Regions from separate parts of the Capsicum annuum genome. Here region 1 is linked to region 2. A link is a contact called in public Hi-C data. All regions are on one chromosome and are shown on one strand. The core of a region is the stretch at or near the end of the contact, and the rest is flanking DNA. Distances in the headings are between cores, read along the strand shown. Region 1 holds the start of LOC107850820. Region 2 overlaps LOC107870840 (ethylene-responsive transcription factor RAP2-12).

What was found. A called contact is a pair of places that touch in the nucleus more often than the background predicts.
Region 1: a contact with region 2 is called in a Hi-C map of leaf, with 2.0 times the contacts expected there. The contact joins the promoter of LOC107850820 here to the enhancer-like site in region 2. A contact is called at or near these places in 3 of 5 Hi-C or Micro-C datasets (leaf and placenta).

What each region holds. Positions count from the first base shown.
Region 1 is chr12:199,008,232-199,013,866 of UCD10Xv1.1, forward strand. It overlaps LOC107850820, which reads left to right and starts at 2,758. Exons shown (of 13, transcript XM_016695588.2): 1 at 2,758-3,018; 2 at 4,321-4,380; 3 at 4,485-4,663. The coding sequence starts at 2,899.
Region 2 is chr12:198,961,368-198,967,059 of UCD10Xv1.1, forward strand. LOC107870840 (ethylene-responsive transcription factor RAP2-12) reads left to right here. Exons shown (of 2, transcript XM_016717507.2): 2 at 2,240-3,424. The coding sequence ends at 3,120. Among protein-coding and RNA genes, the nearest start is that of LOC107870840, 6.6 kb to the left of the region's middle. Within about 2 kb of position 3,429, at least 5 of the 5 cell types and tissues checked have an H3K27ac peak or open chromatin away from gene starts, as enhancers often do. A contact at or near this core is called in leaf, where this site is marked.

The DNA.
Region 1 (5,635 bases), core at 1,508-4,007, 46 kb after region 2:
TTTGGCTTAACCTTATCCATAAATATAAGGGAAACCTCTATCTCCACCTATCTACGTTTGACACTAATAACTAGTCTTCCACTTGGAAAACTCTTAGCAAAGACTCCTTTGACACCAACACTCCCTGGGGTACTCTCCTATCCTTTTTCTTATGGCACCTTTGGAAAGTTAGAAATGCTTATAACTTCCAAGACTCAAAACTCCCCCCTAGCTTCAGCATCCCCTATGCGGAAGCGGTGGAGTATCACTACTTGGGAAACCCCACAAACCATCACCCTGCCAATGTCACCTGTGTGAAGTGGCTACGCCCAACCCCTAACACCTACAAGCTGAACACTGATGGTTCATGTCTTGTGAACCCGGGGAAAGGGGGAATTGGATGGGTTTTTAGGAATAGCAGAGGAAACTGTGTCCTTGGCTTCAGCAAGAGTTTCACTTATGCCACTAACAACCTTATAGAGCTTCTTGCTCTCAAAGAGGGTTTCCAACTAGCTTTGGATCACAACTTGCAACCCTTAGATGTGAGCATTGACTCTATGAAAATAATTAACATGTTGTACCAGGGAAACTTGCTATATGATTCAATTATTTATGCATGCAGGTCTCTACTAAGGAGCTTGGGGAATTCTCCGGTCTACCACACATATCGGAAACAGAATAGAGTAGCGGATTGGATGGCTAAGCAGGGATCAAAGCAAAAGTTTTTGGATAAAATGCATATTTTTGTAACTCCGCCTGTTAATGTAAGAGTAATCTTTTGGGAGGACTTTACGGGCAAGTCCTTCCCACGAGCTACAAATTGTAATGGGCATTCAATGCCCAGTGTTTACTATTTTGAGCCTGGCTAGGCTGTTTCTCTTGTAAAAAACTCTTTTATTAATGCAAATCTCCCCTATTTACCGAAAAAAAAAGAATTGGTGAAAACTAATGTGGGCCATTAAATAAACAACAACAATGTGAGCCTAATAAGCAGCAACAGCTGCATATGCAAAAATTGGGCCCATTAAATAAACAACAACAATGTGAGCCCAATAAGCAGCAGCAGCTGCATATGCAAAAATTAAGTATAGATAACATAAATACCAACCCTTTTGAAAGTAATTACACTCTCTCCCACTTTTTTAATTACTTTACTCTCTCTCCCCATTAATATACATAACATAGCCGACATAAACATAACATTTTGTGTATATGTTGGGATTTTTGTAATAGGTTTAGGGAGTTGGGATTTTTTGTAATATTGAAAATACAAGTTGTGTATTTGTATAATTTTTAGAAAAATTAAAAATTGGTACAGAGTCTCGAACCACAGACGTGCAACATAAAATAACAAACATTGTCCACCAAGCCAATTAACTCTATACTAAGTAAAGTACACAGCTGAAATAGACATGTTGACGATCTGGTGTGTGCTTTCCGTCTTATTAGTAATCTTCTAAAAACAATTCATTCAAGATGAAAAATCTTTTATGACAACACATACTAAAATTATTACTATCACTATATAATATGTGTATTTTTTTTAGTAGAAAAATTAATATATGATGCACCAACAAATAAATACTAAAGAGTAAAAGTAAATGTTCGATATTTTCTAATGAATCAAAATGTTGCAACAATTCTCTTCATCTACTGGGTCTTGATACTATTGAATGGGAAGTCAACATTTTTTTTTTAAAAATAAATAAATTATCTGTAATTGTTCAGTTAGTCTTTTTTTTTTTTTAAAAAAATAAATTATCTGTAATTGTTCACTTAAGTTTTAGTAATAAAGTGATACAGATTTCCCAAGTGATACAGTTATACTTTCTAAGATCTAAGAAATCAACATTTAATTAAGACCGATCTACTAGGCTAAGGCCTTTGAACATAAACCAAGTAATTCTTGTAAATATTGAACTATTATTTCCAAATTAATTTATTTTACCATTTATTCAGCGTTTTAAGTTTAGCTTGAAATATAACATTGAAGTTGAAAAACTTGTTTGAGCAATATTTCAATGTAATATGAGTATGATATTGAGTATTTACTCATAAAGCTTCTTCGACTAACTTCACATACTACTGAGATGACTTGTGACAGAATAGTTGTGATCCTTTGATTCTTAATTAAAAGATCTTGAAGATGAAAAAGATGTAAATTAAACTTTTCGTAAATTCAAATTTAATCGAATACATAAAACAAAACTTCAAATAGTAATTGTTTAAATGTTCAATTAAACATTGTCCAAACGTGAACGGAAGCAATATATAGCCAACATAAATTTGTGGTGGAATAGTTGGGTACCTCCACCTTTTGATAAGACGTCTCGGATTCGAATTTAGATATAAAAAAATGGAACTCTTTGTTAAATAGATTTTTTAAGTGTATTTTTTAATTAAATGGACCAAAAAATTTTTTATTTAGGAAAATAATCTATTTTTGAGACAAATTTATTATTTGTCTAACAATCTGACATATGGAAGATCAATTATTTGTCCGACAGATATATAGACAGATTTGTTATCTATCCGACAAATGAGAAAATAAAAATAGGTCATTTTGCTAATTGAAAACTTGAAGAGGGCAGATCATTTTGCTAAATGAAAATTTGAAGAGGCTTAATTGCCAAATTTTCACTAAAAAAATCATGTTAAGAGTGTTTCAATGCACGATCAAGATATAATCTTGTTTCAATGCAAATATCGAATACCGAATTGAAAATAAAATAAGAAAAAAGGAATAAATAGAAAAGAAATCACCATTGATAGCAAAGTCACCTGCTCTAGCTAAAAGTCCAACTAATATAAAGTGTAAAAATAGAAACTTGTTCAGTTGTCTATTCTCTGTGCTTTGCTTTGGGATCTACAAGAAAATGGAGGTAGAGAGAGTTAGCAGTAGGTAATTGATGAGCTAAGATGTTGAAGTTAGCAGCTTTCTTGAGCTTAATTTGGGCATTGACTCTCCTCTATGGAGAGATGTTCTCTTTTTGGCTCCCTTTTCTCTCCTGTTCTTGGCCTCCTCCTCCTCCTTCCATGGTAATATTCCAACTTTGCTGAAGTTAGCAATTCACTTGACTTGACTTTATCTTTACTTGAGCTAGATTCAAGAAGCACAAACCCCCACCCAAATCATTTCTTTCTCATTATTCCACGGTAAAGTTCCAAAATTTGATGTAGGAATTCACTTGACTTTATCTTTGTTGCGCTAGATTCAAGAACCATCCCCCCACCCCACCCCCTGTATTATTCTGATTTTGGATGAAATGTTTCTTATTCCATGATGAAGTTCCAAACTTTGATAAAGTGGGAATTCACTTGACTTTATCTTTCTTTGAGCTAGATTCAAGAATCCCCCCCCCCCCCCCCCTCCATTTCAATTTGTTCGGCGTATTTGACTTGACACGAAGTTTAAGAAAGTTAAGAACAACTTTTGAATCTTGTCATAAAAAATTAAAGATATGTCAAATGTATCAAAATACACTTTAATCTTGTGGAATATTATTCTATTTTCGGATGAAATGGACAATGGACAATGTTCAGTTGCAATTGTGCTGGGATTTTGAGGGGTTGTGGTGATGTTGAAGAAATGATTTTCTTTCTTCTTTTAGTTAAATAGTGATTAAGCTTTAGTTATTGTGAAATGGTTCCCATTTTGTTAATCTGCTGTGGGAATCAGTTATAGATTTATTCAGATCAGGAATTACTCAGCATTGACTGCGTTGACCAATAGAGAAGAATTTGTTCTTCCAGTTTTATCTGTGAATTAGTGTATGCAATTGAACTCAACCTTGTCAACTGTCATCATCTTCAGTTTCCTTTCCACCCTTAGTATTAAATAACTACATAAAGTAGTAGTAATCAAACTTAGAGTTTCAAAGCATTATTAATAACGTAAGTTTAGTTAAATACATCTCTAACTAAAGCTTTCTTAAGGGATGTGGCAGGTTAACAGGGGCCAAATAATATGAAACGGACGGAGTAGAAGATAGTTGGCCTTTCGTTTTATGCTTGCGCACTGCTTCCTATTGCATTTATGCTACTTGCAGTCTTGCTTATTCATTGAGAATACAAGTCTATCAAAGGCCCCTGATTAATTCAGATCTAACAAGGGGCTGGCATTCTTAGATAATTAAAATGAAAATGAAAGAAATCTATGGGAAAGCTAATTTATTATTACATGTGTAAGTGGTGGATAACTTATAAGTACATGTATAAGTGGTGGACTTCGTATACTAGATACTTCAAAAACTATACTAACAGCTTTTCCTACTTGGTGTGTGCTAAAAATACATACTAAGACACTCAGGCATGCTAACACTTTTTCCCCCTTGATTTTAGACGGATGGGGTAGATCATCAACGTGACTATGTGAAAATTGCTGTTTTGACTGATCCTCAGGTATTCCTTCTGAAAATAGTGGTGACTTTACTGTGCTTATCTTTATATGTTGTGTGCTTTGACATTTTGATTTCATATTCACAACATATTTTATATTTTGACAGCTCATGGATAGAACCTCTCTTCGTCTTGCCCCGAAATCCCTTGCACTTGAAGCTGCTCAGTTCTATACAGATTTGTATATGCGCAGGGCATTCCTGTCATCTATTTTACCTTCCGAACCAGATGTAATTCTGTTTCTAGGTGATTATTTTGATGGTGGGCCATTTCTGTCAGATGAAGAGTAAGTACTAAGTTGTGTATGCTTTATGTTTTGTCTGGAAATTTTTCTCTCCTAAAAAAGTGTAACTACTTTATGGATGAAGATCGAAACATAGCTTTGATAAACAAGATTAGCTAAAAAAGTTAAACTACTTTATGGATGAAGATCGAAACCTAGCTTTGATCAACAAGATTAGCTTCCCATGTATAAATAATACGCCCTTTGATTGAATCATAAGGACCTACTTCAATTTTGACTCTATCCCCTAGCAGTATCCGTAGGCCGCAAAAAAGGGGTTTAAATGACTCTCAATGGATTGAAATGACTTTCAATAACTTTCAACAATCTTCTTAAGCGTACGGGGCTTTAAATTGTGAACTTACAATAACAAACTGCATAATTCAAAATTCAAACAAACAAAAACATCTCTAACATCTTAAACAACCTAACTAAAATTCAAAATTCAAATTCACCCTAAATATAGATAACTTATTGGACTAAAAATTATTGCAGTAACTAAATGCAAAATTTCAACACTCCTCTTTGCTTTAGTTATTGCAATTTAAAAACTGCTGCTCCTCAGTTTTCTTCTGGCAGTTGATGCTAAATTTTTCATGGTTATTTTTGAACTTGCACATTTTTTGGATATCAATCTTCCTCTTTTTCTTTCTTTTTCTTCCTTGGGTTTTCTGCTTAAAAAACATCTTCCATGACATTGTCTTGTGTAGAATCTCTTTAGAAAGTGTTTTTATTTGGACAATTGTAGGATTTACAAAATGATGTTGCAAGTATTTTTCTTCCATCACAACAACAAATATGACATAGATTATAAAGTATGATTTCATTTTCACTAACCAAATTTGATAAGTTTTGTTAGTGAAATTTTCTGGGGCATTCAAAGAGAGACTGTTGTTTGACGTCTGAATTTATTGAAAATAGCCCTATGCATTCAAAATAAGCATGGGTTGAAAATGGTAGTCCTGACGGGTTAAA
Region 2 (5,692 bases), core at 2,179-4,678:
AAAGTTAAATTGTTACTTAAGGTTGACTAGAAAAGGAAAAAAAAGGCAGCCCGACGCACTAAAGCTCCCGCTATGCGCAGGGTCTGGGGAAGGGCCCCACCACAAAGGTGTATTGTACACAGTCTTACCTTGCAATTTCTGCCAGAGGCTGTTTCTAAGGCTTGAACTCGTGACCTCGACTATTAAAAAAAAAAGGAAAGAGCGACATAAATTTGGATAGGAGACCAGCTAAGAATGTGGCTTAGTTGTCAATGAAATCGGTTGCAATGATTTTCCCATTTATCGTAGCCTCAGTTGATAAAATTGCCTAGCACCTGTTGCTGGTAGAAGGTGGTAGGTATCTCGTGGAAGTAGTTGATGTGCGAAAGCTGACCTGTACACCACGATTACAATAACAGCATACCTAGTGGGATGTCCCAAAGAGTGGGGCTTGGGGAGAGTAGAGTCTATGCAAGCCTTACCACTAGTCCACTACCTCTTGGAGGTAGAGATGCTATTTCCGAAAAACCCTCAACTCAAATAAAGCATGTCAAAGCAGTAATTAAAAAGAAAAAAAGGTATGACGAGAGAAACATGACAACTAATATCTAAGCAGAGCTAAGCATATATACAAAGAACCGTAGCATCAACAAAAAGGTGCGATCACCTAAATGTTATAAACAACATATGATATCAGATACCAAAGTCCTAAGGCTATAGGAATAGGCTAATACTACGACAAACCCGGTGCTCTACACTACCACCAAGCCAATTACAAGAATAGGCTAATACTAAGACAAAGTTGAACTGTTTATTAACTTTCTAACCTTATCCACGACTTCCATACCCTCCTATCTAAAGTCATGTCCTCAGTAAGTTGAGTAAGTTGAATATGTGTCATATCCCGTCTAATCACCTCTCCCTAATACTTCTTCGGCTTACCTCTGCCTCTTTTCGCCCCCAATATTTCCAACCTCTTGCATCTCTTACACCATGATCATCCAAAAAAAGATTGGGGTGGGAGTACATCTTAAAAGTTTTTTTTGTTTTCTGTGAATGAAATTTACTCAAGTGGAGTGAAATAGATATATTGAGGATTAATATAGTGTATCTTAACTAGTTTCAAATTTGGAATAAAGTGTGGTATTTGTCTTATTTCTGGGTTGGATGGATCTTTTTCTTCTTCGGGCTGAAGTTTGAGCATTTCTGAGGTTCTGCTATGTTGTTATTGGGTAAATTTTTTCTTATATTCATTTATTCTTCACTTGAGTTAGTTCGACTATTGGCTATTCTTTGGGCTTGGAGATGTTTGGTTCTGTCAGAAAAGTTGAATTTAGCATGAAATGCTACTTAAGTCGAAAATATTGGTATTCCATTTGCATTTAGCATATGACTATTCTTTGGGCTTGGAATGCTTTTCCTGTTTTTGCCAAAAATGCTGAATTTAGCTTGAAATGGGTCCAAATTATTAGTTTTATTGAAATTATTGGTATTCAATTTATGTTGATGGCTGCTCATCTAAGCAAAGAAGATGACTTTATCTGGAGTGTCGAACAAGAAGCCAAGATGCTATTTTCTCCATTATTAACTGGAAATATAGAAAAAAAATTCAGATAGAAGATGCTCCTTAATTTCTTTAGGGCTCTATAGTAAGTTCTTATTTGGTGTATGAAAGTTTCATGGTGTGTCGTGACTGTAAACATAACTATATGGCTGGGACGCTGGGTATGGATCTAAGATTTTAGCTAGCTTCAGTTGTATTTGAGTTTCTTCTTAGCCCAATTTGATGGTTTGCTTAATCTAACAAATTCTTCAAATTCTTTTGTTAGATTATCAAGATTCATGTGATCTGTTTATTTGGATTAGAAGTCTCTGTTCAAACACAATTTGGTTTTGAAATAGGTACTCGCAGAGCAGGTTCCCCGGATTATGATTCCTCTGCCTGTTGGGTTTGGCTACATGATGCCTACAGTAAAAATCTAAGGTCTTAGCTTGCTGTGTTCTTTTCTAAGTTTCGTGTAAATGAGACTAAGGAACATGTTCTTTATTAGTGTAGTTCGATCAAGATACCGGGAAAATTTTGGGAGAACTTGGCTTGATAATATTGTAAGCAATTATGGAACATGTTATGTGCACGTTGTTTCTCTGGGTTTCTCAATTTCTTATTCATTGTTATGTCATTGTGGTGATGGATTGCTTCTTGCAAATTGTGGTGCTATTGTGGATGAGTGAGGCACTTATTTTATTTCATATGTGGAAGGATCCAAATCATTGAATTCTGTTGATTCAAACAAGGAAATTGAGAAGTCTTCCAAGAGAAAGAGGAAGAATCAGTATCGGGGAATCAGACAGCGTCCTTGGGGTAAGTGGGCAGCTGAAATACGTGATCCACAGAAGGGAGTCCGCGTCTGGCTCGGAACTTTCAGTACTGCAGAAGAAGCTGCCAGAGCTTATGATGTTGAAGCTCGGAGGATCAGAGGCAATAAAGCTAAGGTAAACTTTCCTGATGAAGCTCCAGTTCCTGCCCCAAGGCAAGCTGCTAAGGTAAATCCTGAGAAGGTTCTTTCTGATGAGAGTTCCAACCCAGTTCTGTCCGACACCGCGTTAATGAATTTGACTGATGGATGTTGCAACAACCTGGGCTTTTTTGAAGAGAAAACGAAAAAACTGTATGGCTATAAAGTTTTGCGCACTACTACTGTAAATATGGGACCTAACTCATATGTCCCTCCACCTGCTGCTGGTGTTTACTTCAATTCTGACCAAGGAAGTAACTCATTTGACCCCTCCGACTTTGGTTGGGGAGAAACGTGTTCCAGGACTCCAGAAATATCATCTGTTCTGTCAGCTGCTATAGAATGTGATGAAACTCAATTTGTTGAAGGTGCCGATGTGGAGGTGAACCTAAAATCTTGTTCCAACAATTTGGTGCCCGATGATGGAAACACTGCTAACAAGCCACCTGAAGAATTTCCAGCTTTTGAATCCCAGATGAAGTTCTTTCACACCCCATATCCGGAAGCAAATTGGGATGTATCAGTTGATGCTTTCCTTAACGCAGATGCATCTCAGGGTGGCGAAAATGCTGTGGACCTTTGGTCCATTGATGAACTTTCTTCTTTAATGGGAGGTGTCTACTAAGCTAAGAATGCGCTATGTGAATAAGGCTTCACATGAGTTGAGGTTTGCTTCATCTTTCGCCTCCAAGGAACTCTTATGTTCTGGAGGATGATGGCAACCATTCAAGCATGTTTAGGGCCCATGAATGGTATGCTCAGTGGGTGTTTTGGTTATTGACCATTAGACCAATTAGGTTATTAACAACTGTAGACAACAAGCTGAAGATTTTAAATTTTGCATCCACATGTGGATGATAATTGATGAGTCCAAATGCTTTATATGTCGGCTTGGTTATTTTACTATTGCAAGTTGCTTTCACATGGTACATTCTGTTCTATTCAACCTTACGTCCAAATATTATTACTTCTCCAAGCCTCCTCCGTCCATGCGTGATAAGTTGTGTCCATTGGTTATAGATACTAAAATGTTGAAAATGTTGTTGTAGTTGCTAAAGAAATTTCAACATTTTACTCTACTATCCGCTTAGCCTGGGGAATAGAGCGAAGAAAAGTCGCTCTCGATCGAGAACTACTAGTAGGGGAGGGAGAACCTTATCCCAGAATAAATTTGTCCTTTCACTAGGATTCTAACGTAAGGCTTGCCACTCCATCGCTCTTCAACGCAGACACAATCTTTGGAGAAAGATTTATAGCTTCAGTGAAAAAGGTGGTGGTTTTACACTGCAGCCAAATTAACAAAGCGTATCTGTTGAAGAGTTACCTTCTGTGAGAGTGCAGAAAAGTGGAAAGGCCGAAAAGCTCATATTTTGGGCCTATAATATATCAGCTAGAATGGTTTGACCTTAACGGCCCGGTGTACCAAAGTGTCCATTATGTGCGGGTTTGGAGAAAGGTCGAATCACAAGGATCTAACGGATGCAAGCTTACCTTGAATTTTGCAACCTCTTGTCACATGGCAACAACTTCACTATAAAGGCTTCCCTTCCTCACTATTTGAATAATCAAAAGAAGCTTTAATTTTCCAGTACTAAGATTTATATTTTTGTTAAATAATTATTGCATACTTCCTCACTATTTGAATAATCAAAAGAAGCTTTAATTTTCCAGTACTAAGATTTATATTTTGGTTAAATAATTATTGCATAATTTTTTTTCATGTTGAAACAATTCTGAAATAAGGAAATTTATATAAGTAGAATTCTATTCGATTTATATCCCTAAATATTTGGAGTTTCTAAAAAAAACAAGGAAAGATTTTAATATCTAATAGTTTTAATTAATTATAGAAGTTTAAATGTTAAATAAATAATTACATGACAATTATGTCATATATAAAATTGTTCTCCTACATACCAGTCACAATAAAGTTGCGGGCAGCTGATGATCGACATGTCTGTTTCAACTGTTTCAACCATAATTTTACTATATCATTCCTGATTTATTATTATTTTTTCTACATACTACTTCAAAAAATTTAGTAATATTTTCTGTTTTAATTACTTATTTTACTTGTTTTTAATTTCATTATACATTTGAAAATTAAATAAAAAAATTATAAATTACGATAATTAAAAAAATTATTATAAACACAATAATTAACAAATTATAATATTCTTATATCGGTTAATTTTGTACTTTCTTTTTAATTCATTATTATATTTAAAAATTACATTGAAAGTATTATAAATCACAATAACTAATAAGTTAAAATATACTTATATGAATTTCATTGATCTAAACAAAACATATAAAATAATGATTGTATATGTAAGAATCAATTATTTTATTATATATTACTAGATTTTTATTTTATATATATATATATATATATATATATATATATATATATATATATATATATTTACTACTATATAGAAGAGGTAATGTTAGGACGATCAAGGGCAAAGGTGTAAATATATACATTATTGAGGGCAAGATGGTCAATATGTCTGACTTGATATTTACCTATCTTTCTCACAAAATCAAACCGATGATTCTTTTGCCGACTCTTATCTACGTTTTCTATTTTTCTTAATCAATGGATCTGTCAACTTCTTCTTTTTCTTCTATTTCAACATCGTCATGATCGTATTTTTTATTTTCTGGCATAGTTCGTGGTCATTCTTAATAGTGTCAACATGCCTAATAGAAAAATCGATCGCCGCTTTCGGTGATGCTGACTGTGTTTCTGTTGGTGGACCTATTACTGCGAAAAAGCAATTCCGTGGTGTAATGTTTAAGTATGGTCCTAAACTAATTTAGATTTGTTCTTGAGTTCCAAGTTCTCTTTTATTGTGAAAATTGGATTTTGTATACTTCTTCTTCCTTTTCAACATCTTCATCGTCTTTTTAGTTTTCCGACATAGTTCGATGTCGTTCTTAATAGTGTCAAGATGTCTAATAGAAAACTAACTTTTTCAGTCAAAAAATAAGGTAAGCGGGTCCATTGTAAAATCACAATTTTACCTTGCATTTTAGCATGTAACCAAACGGGCGTTAACTTTTAATGGACAAGGTAATCACCTGTGTTACCCTTGTCCATTTTGATATTTTTCAATTTTGATATGCCACTTTAAAATTTTTAATAAAAAAACTTTTCTTTTAGGCTCCGAACTCGAAAATAGCTGGTGATC